Regions from separate parts of the Sus scrofa genome. Here region 2 is linked to region 1. The links are chromatin contacts, called in public Hi-C maps. All regions are on one chromosome and are shown on one strand. Each heading gives the region's core, a stretch centred on a gene start, on an enhancer-like site or on the middle of the called end of the contact. The rest is flanking DNA. Distances are from core to core; before and after follow the strand shown.

Region 1 (5,388 bases), core at 1,190-3,689:
GGGTCCTGATTCTGCCTTATTCAGCCATGTCACTGGGACACCTTGCAAACACACAGCCCTAGCTGCCTAAGTCCACAATGGGAATACTAATAAAAAATAACCAGTGTTTCCCCCTTCCCACAAGATTGCCTGCAGATTAAATTAGATCAGGTACAGAAGGCCTGGCCAAGGGGTGCCTAAATTTGTTCCAGGCAAGAGGAAGGTAGAACAATGACAATCATACAGCACAGTGAAGACAACTCCACCAAAGGAAATGAGCTGCTTCATGAAAGTAACACTTTGAGCTTTCTCACTCGCTTTATGATACAACCATCACCTGATGGGGCAGACAGTTGACTTGCAGGGTCCCACCACACCTCCTCAAGCAGAGGCTGCAACAGCAGGGGAAATTAAACTACGTACACCTAACATTACAAAGCCCTTTGGGGAGTCCTATATCAGAGGGACTCCAGCTACAGGATTGTTTGGGGCCGTCCATGCATAGGATTGTCAGAGAACCCAACTCCATTATCACCATCTCTGTGAAAATGTGACAACCATGGCGGGGCCATTTGCCTGCGCTGCTGCCCAGGCTTCCTCTTCCTGACCCTGTGAGGTCACTGCTTCAACTAAATTATTGGTGGGTCTTCTTGGAGCCAGGGCAGGAAATTCTCCTCTGCATGTATTTAATAGGTCTCCCAAAAGGAATAGGAAAGAAGCACTTCTTAACATATCGTTTTACTTACTCTTGTGGTCATTTAAACTCAGTTCTTCTTGATTATTTTCAGAAGAGATGGAGAAGATATTATTCCCAAGACAGATTCAGTCACCATCTGACCTTGCTTTTCTCCTAGATCAGAAGCCCTCAAACTCTTCTGGGGCTCCCAGGACCCCTATACATGCCCACATCTTACTGAAGACCCCCAGAGAGCTTCTGTAATATAGCTTATAGCTAATGTATAGCATATCAAAAATTAAGACTGGAAAAAATTTAAAATATAAAAATATACAAGCTCATATTTTATGATCCATCAAGCTATAAATCATGTAGTACGTGGAAAATCCCTCAATATACTCACCATACACTCATAAAAAAGGCAAACCACATCTTATTATTAGGAAAACAATTTCGACTCAGCCCCCTAAATGGGGTCCAGAGACCACACTTTGAGAGCTACTGTTCTCAAAACCTGTTGCACCAATCCCTGTGAGGGCTGCCAAACCCTCAACTATTCTTTGGACCTTTGGACATCGTTTTGAGGGTTTTGTTTTCATTGTTGTTATTTTTTTTTTTCCCCAAGGCATGTGGAAGTTGCCTGGCCAGGGATCGAACCCATGCCACATCAGTGACCTAGCCACTGCAGTGACAACTCCAGATCCTTAACCCGCTGTGCCACAGGAGAACTCTCCACCTGGAGTTTTAAATCTGGTAATTTATGAGGTTAGAGTCTAGATCATGGACCAATCATCTCAGAGAAAAATTAAATAAGAAATAATTTAAATGACTTAGCAGAATTACCTTTTAAAAAAATTCTCTGGAATGCAAATTAGCATTGAAAACATATGTAACATTAACAGGCTAGTCAACATATTATTGGCCAAGATTCTGCCCTCCCTTGTCTGTTTTCTTTCTTTTAATTATTGTTATGCCTACAAATGACATTTTCTTGATATTAAACCTGCCAGAGGTTCTTTGTGAGAGAGACTGAAGAGGAAAAGCTTCAGAATTATACAATGTATGTAGAAATAACCAGATCTAATTTTCTCCTTTAAAGAGAACTTTGGGGAACAGATGGACGGTACAATATCAGCACATTTTTCAAATTTAAGTATTAACAGAGGTTTGGGAATCAATCATGTCAGCTTTTCTTTCTTTCTTTCTTTTTAAGTGTTTGAGATAGAGGTCTAGTTAAGCTTTTAAATCCAGCCTCTTTGATCTTTCTCCCTCTCAGCTCACTTGGCTCTCTGTTCTAAGCTGAACCCCAGGATTGATCAGGACTGTTTGGTGGTACCTTCCTGCTCCTCTATCTTAATAATCATACTCCTAATAGAAACAAGTACTTAGTAAGCACTTTGCCAAAGTAATTTGTGCTAAATATTTTTGCATCATTTCATATCTCCCCACAAGCCCAAGAGGTCATTGCCCCCATTTGCCTGAGAGGGCATTACTTGCTAAGGTCACAAGGTAGGTAGGTGGAGGGGTAGGTAAATAATCCCAGATAATCTTATTCTGGTGCTTTTTTCATATGATGCTAAACTGCCTTTTAAAGAAGCTAATGGAAGAGATTAAAGGGCATCCTTAGGTGTCAATTAGAAGTAAATAAATTAAATTTTATTTGTCAAGTGTCTGAAACAGAGAAAAACTATAGTCTTCAAAAAAGCAACCACAAAGGGCCCTTCTTCACAGGCACCAAACTAAATGCAGGTGAACTTTTTATCAGTGCCACCTGACAAGGAAGGGCTTATCTCTGTTCCCTGATTGACTGTTAGTTGGTTTCACTTTCCCCCTCAGTGTTGATTCAGAGCTTCTAATGTTACCCTGTTGAGGTGCCAAATTTACATGCTGGAAAAGAGTTGCTCTGATGGGTGTTCCATTTCCTCAGCAAAGAAAACAAGGAGTTTGTAAAACATGGCCCCGACCCAGGGGTAGGAAAGGATCTACCAGACCTTTATTTACTCTGAAATGGAATCACCTTCTTGCCTGACAATGGTGACTAATTCCAAAGGCCCAACCAGCCTTCTCATAATGATGATTTTGGGGTCAATTACCATTTGGGGGCAGATTAGAATCTGATTTGAAGCTGAAAAATTCCACCCCTTGGCGATAATCCCGTCAACTTTCCAATCCTAAATAGGGCAAGTTTCAGAGAAGAGCATTTCTCATTTTACAGCCTATCTGAATACTATTTGTAATGATTTTGCTTAATCAAAAAATTAGATTGCTGCTCCAATGGCCTCAACATAAAGAGTCAGGCATTCTGGCCTGCTGCCAGAGCTCCGTCTGAGGCTCTTGGAGTTAATAATTTCCACGGCATTTTTAAACAACAAAGGCCATCTTTTACTAATAGCATGACTGATTCTGGCAAAACCTATAAAAACAAGGCCTACTCTGGGGTAGTTTGTATTACAGAGAACTAAGTTTTAATAAATGACACTCACAGTCAAGAAACTGACATTTCTGCTATTCTTTGATATTTGTCTGCAAATTCAGTAGTAAGTGCCAGTTAATGAAAATGAACTGTTGAGAGCACTGCTGAGATTACCCATGGCTGTTAAATGATTTTAGGTGGGATGGCATGGGGATGGAGAGAAGGCAATTCTGCTAAGATGATGTCCTGGGCAAGCCACTGCCCTTTCTCACAGTTGGACATTTATAACTGGTACATTATTTACTCGATCATTTTCCAGAAAGGAATACAAGATTTTGTGCTCCTTGAAATGAATAAATTTTCATAATCTAGGTTGAAAACTTGCACCCTCCAGACTAAATCTGGCTACAGAAGCAATTTATTAGGTCTTCACAGTGTGTATTCGTGTTTGTTTTTCGAGGGTTTTTTGTTTTTTGTTTTTTTGGCCACACCTGTGGCCTGTAGAAGTTCCTGGGCTGGATTCAACCCCCTCTAGAGTTGTAACCTGTGCCATAGGTGCAGCAATGCGAGATCCTCAACCCATGACGCCATGGGAACGTCCAGTTTTGTTTTGTTTTTTAAATCTGATTTGGTTGCCAACATTAAAAACTCAGAAGACTTCACATGAGAATGCAGACAACCAGCTACTCACAGAAACTGGGGTACAGAGCAACTCTGGGCTGGCACTGCTGCACAGCAGCCATGGGAGGGCAGAGCAGTGGCAGCGCCTTTAGAATGGGCATCACTCACACATTCAGCCTGGGCCCTGTTCCCTCGAGAGCCAGGCTCCACACCTCCTGAATTCCACCTAATCGCCAGCCTGCAGGTTAACTCCCTGATGAGAAATATTGCCAGTGGGGAGGTTAGTGGAAGGAATGAGGAAGAAATGCATGCAAAATATCATTTTATAAAGAAAAATAAATCCCACCTTAGTCTCTTGTATGAAATTCCTAAAGTCTCAGAACCAAAAAAAAACCCCATATTTCCTTATTTTTTTCAAAATACTCCTTTTATTAAGTCCACTATGGATTTTACCACATAAAACAATTCTGTGTAGCCTGAAAACATAAGCCATTTTGAAAAGGTGAGGGCAAGAAGCCTAAAATTGTGAGCTTCTCATAGATGAAAGACCTGTTGCCTTATTTTATGTCAACAATAGAATTCTCAGTAAAGACGGTCCATTTCTACAGAAGTTACCAATATATTAGTTTGGAGCCATTACCCCACCACATTCTAGCCCAAATAAATACTTACTAAAATGAACAGCATCTCTTTTTTTTCCTAAAGGGTCATATGGACAACAGAGATGCTTTATCAAAACAAACAAACAAACCAAGGCAGGGAGGGAGGACTTAAAAAAGAAAAGTCTTCATTGATGCAGATCTGTATTTCATTTTAAGCTGTAGGCTGAACCATACAAAGTTCGAGGTCTCTGTGTAATTTGATGCTTTCCAAGAAGGAAACATCACTCTTGATCAAGATGACCATCATTCCCCATCCCTTTCCCTCTTCTAAACATGTTTACATGGCTTTTAAAAAGAAGATGTGACTTGTTACCTAATCAGCCCCTTGCGTACACCCCTAAAAATAAAGAAATTGTCCAGGATTCAGGACCAAAGCAGATTTGAGAACACAGATTAAATTTCCTCTATGCTTCAATGGGGCAAAAAATGAAATAGAAGCATAGACCCAATATATGAGCTCCTAAAAAAACAAGCAGCAGTAACAACAAAACAGAGTCTCAACATTGGTACTGGCTTATCAGCCAAGTAATCTGTTTTGCTACAATGAATATTTCTTTGATGCAGAAATAGCTCATAAGTGATTAGTAAACATAAGTTGGAAGACAGAAGGATGTGGAAGTTATGTTGGGGTATATGTTATTAGAGATGTGTTTTGAAACAATCAGGGGTAAACATTCTTGCAACTTAAAACTTTAACAATATATGAAGATCTCTCCCCACCCCAATTTTTTTAATCCTCTGGAAGCATAAATAGTGATTTAGTGGCTTCAAAATAGCTAAAATCTGCCCTATCTTAATCTCTCTGAAAATCTGAGCATTCAAATAAAGATACTACAAAAAATTCCCCCATCTTAAAAAAGATTGATACAAAAATCTAAACTCCGATTTTTTTTTTTTTTGCCTTTTTTTAGGGCCACACCTGCAGCACATGGAGTTTCCCTGGCCAGGGGTCAAATCGGAGCTACAGCCACCAGCCTATACCACAGCCACAGCAATGCAGGATCCAAGCTTCGTCTGCAACCTACACCACAGCTCAT
Region 2 (5,388 bases), core at 1,781-4,280, 240 kb after region 1:
GAATGCCTCCCCCCGCCCCCATTCTGTTGTGTTTATCCATTTTGTCCTTTTAGGTAACTTTAGGACACTGATTCTTAAATAGAATAGAAAGGAAGGCTTAACCCTGTGGTTCTCAATGGGGGGCCTTTTTGAGTGTAAGAACTAGGAGATATGGTACAGGCCTGTACTGCCACCTGAAATGTAGAGGCTATGGATGCTGCCAGACTTCCTACATTGCACAGGACAACGTCCCCCCTCTCCCTGCCCCCCAAACAAAGACTTACAGATGATGCCCACAGTGTCAGTAGTACTGCTGAGAACCCTCGGTATAATAATTTTAGGAGGAGGGGTCATCCTTGAGGTGCCTTCCTGGAGAACCACTTCTATAATAAGCCACTCTTTGGGATGGGGTTGTATTGTATCTTTAAGGTGGATGTTCTGGAGGAGAGAAAAAGCTTGACAGTCATTTTTCCTGAGAGATATTTTGATTTAAAAAGGCTGTTTGATGGTAGGCTGTGTTTGCTAGGATTAAAAATAACATTAAGTAAAGGAAACATGTCATGAAATAAATTAATGACTTTTCTCTTCATTTAGGGTAACTATATGACACCTTTGGGTGACTCCTGATTTGTTGTCTTAGTTCCTTTTTAGTGAGTTAGGGTGAGTGAAAGGGTCTCTTTGTAAGCCGTCTGTTCATTGTGGGTATGCTTAATATGTTAAAAAAAATCAAAAGTATGTAAGAGGAAATGGCCCACCTCATGCATAGAAGGGACTCGTTGAGGATCTGGGGTTGGGAGGAAGCATAGAGGGGCACAGGGTTGGATCACTAGGTCTTCAGTGGAGACCATGCAAGAAAGGGCCAGAGCAACAGAAATGGGACTGCATCTGCCTTTGGCCATTGGTGTCCACTTGCCTTCTTGCCTCTCCATGAAGAAATGAATACACACCAGCAGTGACAGCTCCACTCAGTCAGCCCTGGTTGCCTTGAACAGCACATGGAGAATGTGTGAGGGAAGGACAGTGTTGTAGTCAAAGGGTGATACCCGCCCCCAATTCCCCCCTCCAGATAGGGTCCGGAGGAGGGCCAGCAGGTTGGCAGTACTAGTCTGTCTCTTCTGGACAGTGGGTTGTATCAGAAGTCTGACCTACTTTACAGAAAAGCAATTTAATTCGGGGACTGATTGCTCTATATAATGCAACAGATTCTCCAGCTTCTCTTCTCTCTACATGGTCCATCCTTCTTGCCGCCTTGCCTGTGGGCTTGAGCATCGGTGCTGCAAAGTACGCTTGAGAAGGCCTTCTCACACTGTCTCTCCCATCTCTCCCTGGCTTGGGTGAGATGCTCTTCTACTCTAAATAGCCTGGGGTTACCTGATGTTCCTGTTTGCCCAAGGATGCTCAGGGACCAAGTTTTATTGACATTGTGTCTCCAGTGCACAGATGCTTAAGAAATGTGTGTTGGATGAACGAGAAATCAAATCCGAGAGAAACTGTGTATGTTTCCTTCATGTGATGGTAGTTCTTCATGGCAGAAGGATTTTTCTAAGAGAATCTTGGGATGACCAACCCAGTAGCTCATGTAAATCTTTTCACACTAGATGTTCCAAATCTTCAGAAGGCCCTTTTTTAGAAGAGGTAACATATACTCAGAGGTTCACAGGTGCATTAATTTTCGAAATAGCTAGGACTATGCACAGTGAGATTTCATTTGCCTTGAGAGATACTGAAGAGATAGAGTTCTACACAGCAAGGTTTTAAACCTAAAGTCCATGATATTGGAGTTCCTGTTGTGGCTTAGTGGGTTAAGGACCTGACATTGTCTCTGTGAATAAGCAGGTTCGATTGCTGGCCTCCCTCAGTGGGTCAAGGACCCAGCATTGACACAAGCTGCTGTTTAGATCACAGATGTGGTTTGAATCTGGCATTGATGTGGCTGTGGTGTAGGCTGGCAGTTGCTGCTCCAATTCGACCCCTGGCCCAGGAACTTCCATGTGCCACAGGTATGGCCATAAAAAGAAAAAATAAACAAAAATCCATAATATTGTTTACTCTTCACAGATCTAACCTGAGCTGGGTATCGTCTCAAGTTTTTGTGCACTTCTGACTATTGTATTTCTTCTTTGACAAGTCCCTCCAGCTGTTTCCTTCTTTCCAGAACATACTGGTTTTTGAGATAGATTGGCAAATTTGACCAGATTATATATGTAACAGGCTTTTCTCCTTCTCTGCCTCCTTGTTTCTTTCTTTCTTCTTAAAGAAAAATAGCTTTGTTTTGAATTTTGTGAACACTTGATTGATTTTGGGGAAAGTTTTATGCTTGGAAATAAATGTAGATGATTTTGAAGACTTTTATTGTGCAAAAATTTAAGCCTGTATAGAGAGAATAATATAATAGTATGATGAACCTCCGTATATCCGGTACTCACCTTTACCTGTTACCAACTCATGGCAAATCTCGTGTCTATAAATACCCAGCTTTTCTGAAGCACATATCAGACATCATGGCATTTCATTACCAATTACATTTTTTTTAATTAATTAATTAATTTATTTATTTTCTTTTTGTCTTTTTTTTGTTGTTGTTGTTGTTGCTGTTGTTGCTATTTCTTGGGCCGCTCCCGTGGCATATGGAGGTTCCCAGGCTAGGGGTTGAATCGGAGCTGTAGCCACCGGCCTACGCCAGAGCCACAGCAACGCGTGATCCGAGCCGCGTCTGCAACCTACACCACAGCTCACGGCAACGCCGGATCGTTAACCCACTGAGCAAGGGCAGGGACCGAACCCGCAACCTCGTGGTTCCTAGTCGGATTCGTTAACCACTGCGCCACGACGGGAACTCCCCAATTACATTTTTTAAACCGCTGCCTATTAATGATTTAAAACTATTTGGACAGAATAGGGATTCAGTGGGGAAAAGCCTCCCTGGGTTATAGTCCCTTTGGGCATTGGACTTTGGGCCAGGGATTTCTCACTGCCCAGAATGTCCTGTGGTTAACAAATAGCAGTGGCCCTTTAGGGAGTCAGTGATGTCATCTCTTCCACCCTTCCTCCTGTCCGTCATGAGCCAGAGAACGCCCAGGCCGAACCCTGACAAAACAAAGCATGTTTTCCCAGTGACGGCTGTCAGACACTATTGTTAACCTTTTATAGAAGGGAAATTTTTTCTATTAGCATCAAGATCATCCTCCTTTCGGTGAGAACAGCTGCTTTTTAATTTTCTTCTTTCCTTAAGGTATTACGCACTCACATAAAGAAATGTACAAGCCTTAAATTTAAGCACTGCTTGATGAAGTTTTTGGTTTTTTTTTTTTTTGTCTCTTTAGGGTTGCACTCAGGGCATATGGAAATTCCCAGGCCTAGGGGTCAAATCAGAGCTGCAGCTGTCAGCCTATACCACAGCCACAGAAACACCAGATCCAAGTCACGCTGTGGCCTACTCCACAACTCACAGCAATGTGGGATCCTTTAACCACTGAGTGAGGCCAGGGATTGAACATGCATGCTCATGAATATTAGTCGGATTCTTAACCCACTGAGCCACAACAGCAACTCCCATTGATGAATTTTTAAATGCATTTATACTCACATGACTCCCACCAGAATGAGATAGGGGGACATTTCCAGCACCTCAGAAAGTGCCCCTTCCCAGCAAATATCTATCCAAAGGTAACCACTCTTCTGACTCTGTAGCTATAGATAAGCTTTGCCTATTCTTGTAGTCATGTGAATGGATTCATTCAGTGTAAATGGACTTTTTTTTAAATTGCTTTTGTTTCTTTCACTCAAAAGAATGTTTGTGAAATGCATCAATACTTTGCACTGCAGAGTAGCCTTCCAGCAATTTGTTTATCTAGTCTGTCTGAGCAGCTAATATTTGTTTGCTCCATGCCAGGATCTGTACTAGTTCTTTAAGCGAAGTAGTCTTTTAGGCTAGTTGGTGAGTTATTACTTGTGGTTATTGCCCTTTTATAGACAAGAAATAAAAACCTACAGAGATGAGATAATTTCCCCCAAGATCATTCACCTAACATAGGACAGAGCTGAGGTTTAAACCCAGGTATCCATATCTCCGTGCTTCCACCTTTGGGTTTTCTGTGACTTGTCTCACATGGACTATAAGCTTCCAAATACTTCATCAGGTTTTACTTGGAGGCTTTCTAGAGTAAGACATGTGGACACAGAGAGCTTTAGGAACCTGGTTGTGGCTGCTCAGCTAGTGAGGGGTGGAGCGAGAGCAGGAACCAGGGTTTCCAGATTCCTTGCCCCACTCTTATTTTGGCATTTGTTTATTTCCATTGCCAGCAGAGTGCAACATGTTTTATTACTCTACAGGTCAGCTCAGACTTCTGGTCACAAACAACAGAAACTGACTAACTTAAGCCAAAGAGGAAACAGTCAGAAGAGTGTCAGTCATTCACAGAGTCAGGAAGGCAGCTGGGAACCAGGCTCAGGTGTGGGGAGGCAACTCTGGGCATTTCTTCTGGACGTCCGGCCCTGCTCCCCCAACATGGGTCTTTGCATCTATCTGCCTGTCTAGGTGCGAGGGCCAGTGCAGAGGCTCCAACCGTCCAGGCAGATACCTGTGTTCAGGTTGTGTCTAGAAGGAATTTCTGGTCCCTTTTTGTCTCTCACAATGGGAAGAGACCTTGTCTCCCTGATTTTTTACTTCTGTGGGTTCAAATTGACTATATTCAATAATCCTTGTGAAAAGATGAATCAATATTTATTGGCCAGGCTAAAGTAGGTCAAAAGGGAAGTTTCTACCTCCATTTCTGGTTTTTTCATGTGTTTGTCAATGACAGTCCTGAAACCAGGAAAGATGATGGAAGCACAGGATAACAACCTTGAATTTTCAACTCAGAAAAAGTATCTGGTCACCTAAGGGGGAAAAAATTACCTTGTTGTCCTTTGTCTCTGAGAAACAGTATCTGCGGAGTTCCCACTGTGGTGGCATGGGTTGAGAATTTGACTAGTATGCATGAGGATGCTGGTTTGATCCCTGGCCTCGATCAGTGGATTAAGGGATCAGGTGTTGCTGAAAACTGTGGCTTAGGTATCAGATGCAGCTTGGATCTGGTGTTGCTGTGGCTGTGGCATAGGCCGGGAGCAGCAGCTCTGATTTGACCCCTAGCCTGGGAACTTTCACATGCCGCAGGTCGTGGGGCATGGTGGGGGGGAAAGAAAAGAATCCAACTTCAGTGGCTTGGGTCGCTATGGAAGTGAGGGTACCATCCCTGTTGTGGGAACTTCTATATGCCCTGGATGCGGTCGTTAAAAAAAAAAAAAAGAAAAAGAGAAAGAAACAATGCCTGTGTTTTCTGCAGATAATGGCAGTTTTATTTGGCAGTCCCCCTTGGAAGATGTCACTTGACTTCAAAGGGCCTATGTCCTGGCTTGGGAAATGTGATT

What was found. A called contact is a pair of places that touch in the nucleus more often than the background predicts.
Region 2: a Hi-C map of liver shows a contact between it and region 1, with 1.9 times the contacts expected there. The contact joins two enhancer-like sites. A contact is called at or near these places in 2 of 47 Hi-C or Micro-C datasets (liver and skeletal muscle).

What each region holds. Positions count from the first base shown.
Region 1 is chr13:60,939,477-60,944,864 of Sscrofa11.1, forward strand. No RefSeq gene overlaps it. Among named protein-coding and RNA genes, the nearest start is that of SUMF1, 95 kb to the right of the region's middle. Within about 2 kb of position 2,440, at least 10 of the 83 cell types and tissues checked have an H3K27ac peak or open chromatin away from gene starts, as enhancers often do. A contact at or near this core is called in liver, where this site is marked.
Region 2 is chr13:61,174,146-61,179,533 of Sscrofa11.1, forward strand. The region is part of intron 4 of ITPR1 (inositol 1,4,5-trisphosphate receptor type 1); the gene reads left to right. Among named protein-coding and RNA genes, the nearest start is that of ITPR1, 110 kb to the left of the region's middle. Within about 2 kb of position 3,031, at least 6 of the 83 cell types and tissues checked have an H3K27ac peak or open chromatin away from gene starts, as enhancers often do. A contact at or near this core is called in liver, where this site is marked.